Regions from separate parts of the Danio rerio genome. Here region 1 is linked to region 2. The links are chromatin contacts, called in public Micro-C maps. All regions are on one chromosome and are shown on one strand. The core of a region is the stretch at or near the end of the contact, and the rest is flanking DNA. Distances in the headings are between cores, read along the strand shown.

Region 1 (3,291 bases), core at 450-2,949, 230 kb before region 2:
GTTTGTCTTATTTTCCTGTATTATTTTGACCTGGAGAGAAGATTTTTTTTAACACATTTCTAAACATAATAGATTTAATAACTCATCTGTAATAACTGATTTGTTTTATCTTTGCCATATTGACAATAAATAATATTTAACTAGATATTTTTCAAGACACTTCTATACAGCTTAAAGTGACATTTAAAGGCTTAAAAAGGTTAATTAGGTTAACTAGGCAGGTTAGGGTAATTAGAAAAGTTATTGTATATTGATGGTTTGTTCTGTAGACTATCGAAACAAAATATAGCTTAAAGGGGTTAATAATTTTGTCCTAAAAATGTTTTTTTTTAAACTGCTTTTATTCTAGCCGAAATAAAACAAATAAGACTTTCCAAGAAGAAAAATATTATCAGACATACTATGAAAAATTCCTTGCTGCTAAACATCATTTGGGAAATATTTAAAATAGAAAAAAAAATAAAAGGAGGCTAATAATTCTGACTTCAGCTGTAGTATTTTACAGTATTTTAAAAATACTAAAATACAAGACACTACAGTATTTTGATGAAAAACATTAACTCACTTTCATGAACCCTATCGAATACAAATTGCAAAATACTATTTTGTATTTAAAATATAAATTTGAAATACGTGTATCATAAATACTGCACATTCCTGTGCACACACACACACACACACACACACACACACGCATACGCACACTAACTATGTGTAGTTATTCGTAGAAAGTAAACACTTTTTGAGTGACGCGGTGGTGCAGTGGGTAGCACTCTCTCCTGAGTCGCCTCACAGGAAGAAGGTCGCTGGTTCGAGCCTCGGCTGAGTTGGCATTTCTGTGTGCAGTTTGCATGTTCCCCCTGCGTTTGCGTGGGTTTCCTCCGGGTGCTCCGGTTTCCACCACAGTCCATGCGGTACAGATGAATTAGGTAGGCTAAATTAGGTAGGTATGTGTGTGAATGAATGTGTATGGGTGTTTCCTAGTGATGGGTTGCAGCTGAAAGGGCATCGGCTGCGTAAAACATGTTCTGGATAAGTTGGCGGTTCATTACGCTGTGGCGACCCCAGATTAATAATGGGACTAAGCGAAAAGAAAATGAATGAATGATATAATGAATGAATGAATTAATAATCGATTAATAAACACTTTTTGTGCATTTTATGCTTTTTTAAATGCCTTTGTAATTTGACACCAAAATGGAGCACTTCTTCCAAGATTTATAAACTAGCAAATAAATATTGTAATCTTTTTTTTTCATCCACCAAAGTTTGTATTGATTTATAATCAATACAAGACTTTTAGAAGAGTGTACATCTTTTACTTAGACTACACACTTTTTAAAAATATGAATACATTTTAAATGTATTAAATGTCTAAACCATTACCAAAAGCCCCGCCCCCAAAGAAGCGCAACACTGATGATTTCTCACATCACCTCATTAAGTAAAATCTCTCAGGTGTAAATATGTTACACGTAGTATTCAAACGTAATACAATTTACATATATGCTATAATGCTCGTAATAACCGTTGTAATAGCTATGCAATAGCGTGCTGCCTTTGCTAGGAACTCTTTAAGCGAGGATTCTTTCTGGTTGGACTGTAAACCGAGACGGACCCCACGTGGATTTATGCCTGATGTAAACACAGCTACCACGTGTCCAAGTCCTTTACTGTACCTCATTCATGGCACTCGGCAGGCAGATGTCGACCTTTGCGGATATCTAAGAGACTTTGCTGAATTCACGACTCCATAAATTACACCGGTTTCATCCACTGAACCTGAAAAAACATTTCGAGGTAAACTGTACTTTTGATTAATCTGAAATGACTAAAATATCACCATAGCTTAGTGGTTGTGAGTTTTATTGGTTTCATTTTGACTAGTAATGTTGTATTTCTATTTCATTTTTCATATTTCATTTATATAAATGTGCTGATTTTAATTATTATAGTAATATACAAAAATATTAATAATTTTGTTGATTTTAAAGGTGTCGTGATGGCAGGGATGAGCAGAGGTCGTGGAAGGAATCAGTTTACCTTTAATGTGGACGCACTGGGTTTCGGAAGAGGAGATTCTTTACCTACAACTACTCATACGCCTTCTCCTCTTTTTCCTGTAAGTGTTTAATAGTTATATAAATGTCTTTACATTGTATGATAACTACAGGGGTTGTTATTACACATATATTAGTGCACTGTCAAAAAGTTAATAGTTTCTGTCTTTTGTAACTCATGGGTGTTTCTCATATTTTAGGCTTTTAAATGTTTAAGATTTTGGTGAAAAAGCTTATTAAAGTGGCTTTTTTTTTACATTTTATTAGTGTGACATGATATATTGCCTACACTTTATTGTGTACAGTGAGTTACAAAAAGCAGGTAATCAAATCAGGTATATTTAATAATAGGAATTATATAAACCAATAATATATTGTTACTAAAAATGCCCAAAAAGTCACTTTCCTACATTAAATCTGAACATAAATAAAGAAAAAATTTGTAAAGCTGACATTCTCAATATCTTGAGTAATTTCATGCAAATGTTTACCTGGCCAAAAATTGCCAAATAGAGAAATTATTTCAAAATTTTGTGTAAGCATTTTACAGTACTTTTAACATGCTCAAAATGTTTCTGTTAGTGTTTTTAAACTATTATATTTGATTTACCAATTTCACATGTCACATCCATAACGGAAAAGTGTGAAATCCATAAAGTTTTATCCTCATAAATGCAAAAATGTCAAATAAAATAAAATCAAAGTTTTTTTTTATTTTATAGAGAGCCGACTCTAATCCTGTTGATTAGCATCACTTCTCTTGTGTTGTGCAGTTTATTTCACAGAATTTCTACAAAGTGTCTACTATAAACTCGCAAACTTTTTTTTGTCAAATCCATAACGCATGTTTATTTTCCTCATTTAAAATATAACAAATGTTTACTGACTGACATTTTTCTGATCTCATAACTCTGTGGTTAATTGTTTTGGAAAATATAAACAGATGTCTCAATATAACTGTAATGTGAAAGGAAACAGGACAAAGGAAGTGAGGATCGAAATGCAGGGTTTTTTATGCAGAGATGCTCAGGCAAGCAATGGTCCCAACCAGGAGCTAACAGATGTATGTAGGCAAATTCAGAGTCGTAGTCCAATATCAGGTGAATGGTCAGTACAGGCAAACAAACAAGCATAGGTCAGAAACAAGGCAAAGGAAACACGTCATAAGTTCACAAACAGATAAACAAGACTCAGCAACAATGTGTGAGTGCTGTCTTTATAGTTCTTGTAA
Region 2 (3,158 bases), core at 108-2,607:
TATTGTTATTTTGAAAAGTTTGGGAAGCCTTGGCCTATATTGTCTTATTAAAGTAAAAAGTGTTTATCATGCTATTGTCTCTCTTTGTTTACCTATTTGCGGTCAAATTAATAATTCTCCCAATCAGTTTAATACCACTATTCTCCACACACATTGAGAAATATAAACCTGACAAACATTTCCTTGGGGATACAATGGTTAAATGTTGAAGTTGTTCTATCAATGCTGGTGTCTATAGTGCAAACATGAGGGAGGGGTTTGCTGTCAGTTGTGCTGATGAGCGTTTATTTTTCTCTGTAAACTTAAACAAACAGAACAGACTGTCAAAGTTTGACCATATCTGAACACGTTGAACAGGAATATGTCACGTATTAGCCAAACCAGAAAGGCATACGTGACAAAGCTAGTTTGTTACAAGTGCAGTGGATAATTACATTAGGCAATGTAACCTTTAATTTTTTGTAAAATAAATGTGCAACGTTTATCCAATTTATACGCATTGTTCAAGCTTTTAACATGTTACAATGTATTATAGCACTTTAGGCAATAGACAACTCTTTTACACGTGAAACTGAAAACTATTCTCTTACCTGAGTTTTTTCAAGACAGCAAATTCGCTGTTCGAAATCCAATGAGTATTTCCTTTGCGAATCAAAAGGACATCCAAAGTGCTGAAACTTATCCTCCACGGTCATTTGAACAATAACCGCTCAAAGGCACATTTGTTATCTCTGAGAAACACTATAACTCACCAAACCCACGATAACAAATGCTTAATATCAAATTTGAGCTCTACAAAGCAGCACTAAAGACTACTCGTCCCTAAAGGCGCGAGTTGTCCTGCATCGCACCTGGTCCGTCTGTTCATTCCTTCTGTTTAAGCAGTAGGTAAATATCCCATTATTCACATGTGAACCAGGTAAATACTTTTACAGCTTTCTAATTCTCTCCAGACTTATATAATTAATCAACATTTGCTGAGTAATTATTCATGCAGCAGCAAGCCTATGTTCTATATTCCGCAAGACTGTCGTCTCAAGCTTTCACTGATTTAATAGGTAGGTCAGGGGAGCGGGTGGTAAGATTAGTAATATGAGCAAAGAAGATTTGAGGCTTAGCGCCGACCTCGAAACTGGCTTTTCGGCACTGTCAACCAGTGCAAACCGAAATAAGATTTAAATTGTTTGTGAAACGTTTCTAAAGAGCTCAAGAATTATATTATTGTGCTTGAAATTAAACGTGTGCTGTTAACACATAAAATGTAAACATTAACCTAATTTTGATCATATTAAATGGCAAACTTTACAGATAAAAAAATCAGAAGACGCATAAATGATCTTCATTCATTCACTAATTTTCTTTTCAGCTTAGTCCCTTTTTTTAATCTGGGGTCGCCACAGCGGAATGAACCACCAACTTATCCAGCATATGTTTCACACAGTGGATGCCCTTCCAGCTGCAACCTATCACTGGGAAAGCATGGATGATCTGATGCAGTAAGCTAAGAGCTGTTATAGACCACCAAAGTAACCTAGTCTATTGTTGATATTGAGTTAAATTATTTTAGCCTGTGATTTTTAAAGAAAAACTATTCAAACTTGGTTGTGGTTATGGGAATAGCAATTTACTCTCCAACAGTGCGCTTGGTTCTCATATGTGGCATGTCATTCGAAAAGTACAGTATTCTTATACTCTATTGCAACCGCAGCGTAAATAGGTATAATGTTGATTAGGCTAATAGAGAGAGGTTGACATCCTTCTTTCGTGTGTTTAAACACTTGAGACGTACATTGTTCAGGTTGAAATTCAGGTAGGCTATAGTTTCGGGGAGAAAGTTCAGCTCAGCACACACTCCAGATCTCTGCATGTAGCGCTTTTAGATGCTTTAGCCCAAAAGGGCCCAAAGTAGAGCCTGCGGGCCAAGTTGGCCCATGGTAACTTTTAGCTCGCCGTCCCATCTGAAAAGAGAGGGAAAATGATGGGGAGTTGGTTGGGGCGAATGCCTTCAACAGAGACTTGATTTTAAAAATGAATATACCCTTTTGTTTCTTTGTTTAATTAAGGGACTAGAAACAAAGCCAACTAAAATGTTGTAAATGAATCAGACTTTTAAAAATGTAAAAACTTTCACTTGACAGATGCACAAAACATCAACAAACAAATCAAGGCAAAGGCAGGAGCAGCTTGACTAGTGTATTCCGCACTGGACTCCATTGTGTTATAAATGGGATTATTTATGTTTTTACTATAATAAGTTCATTATAAAATGATAAAAATTATACTGCATCATTATTTGATATGTTTTAAAGCAATGATTTCTAGTTATTTTCGAATAATACGCAAAGGACTTTAAAATTAGGCCTACCCATGGCAAATTTAATGTAATACGGTTTGGTATCTTAAACTTGGACCCACAGCCCTCAATCAAGTTTGGTTTTTGGTCCTTTATAGGAAAAAGTGTGGGCACCCCTGCTTTAGCCTAAAAGGAAATTCTACTTATTAAAGTTTTTTTTTTCTTTGGAAAAAAAATTACTATACAGCTGTGTCTAGTCTATAGAATATTGGGTTTGGACACAAAATACTGAAATGTCGAATGATTTTCTGTGAACTGACAGAAGTTTGGTTTGGAAATGTATGTGTGTCATACTTTTAATTTTTTTTCTTTGAAATAGGCTATAGACTATTTACTGGAAGATTGTAACTATACGCTTTATTATTAATTATTAATTTAAGATTAATTAATTTAGAATTCAAAAGCTATAACGTCATTAAAAAATATTAAAGAGGTTGTGATAATTTAGCTAATTTTATTATTATTATTATAGGGTGGCACGGTGGTTCAGCGGTTAGCACTGTCGCCTCACAGCAAGAAGGTCGCTGGTTCGAGTCCCCGCTGGATCAGTTGGCGTTTCTGTTTGGAGTTTGCATGTTGTCCCCATGTTCGCGTGGGTTTTGGTAATCTTGGGTCTATTAAAGAATGGCACAAAGTTCATTGGCTTAGTCCCTTTATTAATCCGGGGTCGCCACAGCGGAATCTCTGGGAAACATCCACACACAAACACTCATACACTACGGACAATTAAGCCTACCCAATTCACCTGTACCGCATGTCTTTGGACTGTGGGGGAAACCAGAGCACCCAGAGGAAACCTACACGA

What was found. Hi-C and Micro-C count contacts between places; a contact is called where the count stands out from the background.
Region 1: a contact with region 2 is called in a Micro-C map of caudal fin, with 4 times the contacts expected there. The contact joins the promoter of polr3gla here to the promoter of sema4ab in region 2. A contact is called at or near these places in 2 of 18 Hi-C or Micro-C datasets (caudal fin and an unstated tissue).

The regions. Positions count from the first base shown.
Region 1 is chr19:26,964,982-26,968,272 of GRCz12tu, reverse strand. polr3gla (RNA polymerase III subunit GL a) reads left to right here and starts at 1,699. Exons shown (of 8, transcript NM_001004639.1): 1 at 1,699-1,800; 2 at 1,995-2,122. The coding sequence starts at 2,003. All of the region lies in intron 4 of si:dkeyp-92c9.4, which reads right to left.
Region 2 is chr19:26,730,057-26,733,214 of GRCz12tu, reverse strand. sema4ab (sema domain, immunoglobulin domain (Ig), transmembrane domain (TM) and short cytoplasmic domain, (semaphorin) 4Ab) reads right to left here and starts at 1,357. Exons shown (of 15, transcript XM_073931748.1): 1 at 591-1,357. LOC101882070 reads left to right here and starts at 827. Exons shown (of 10, transcript XM_073931749.1): 1 at 827-1,496.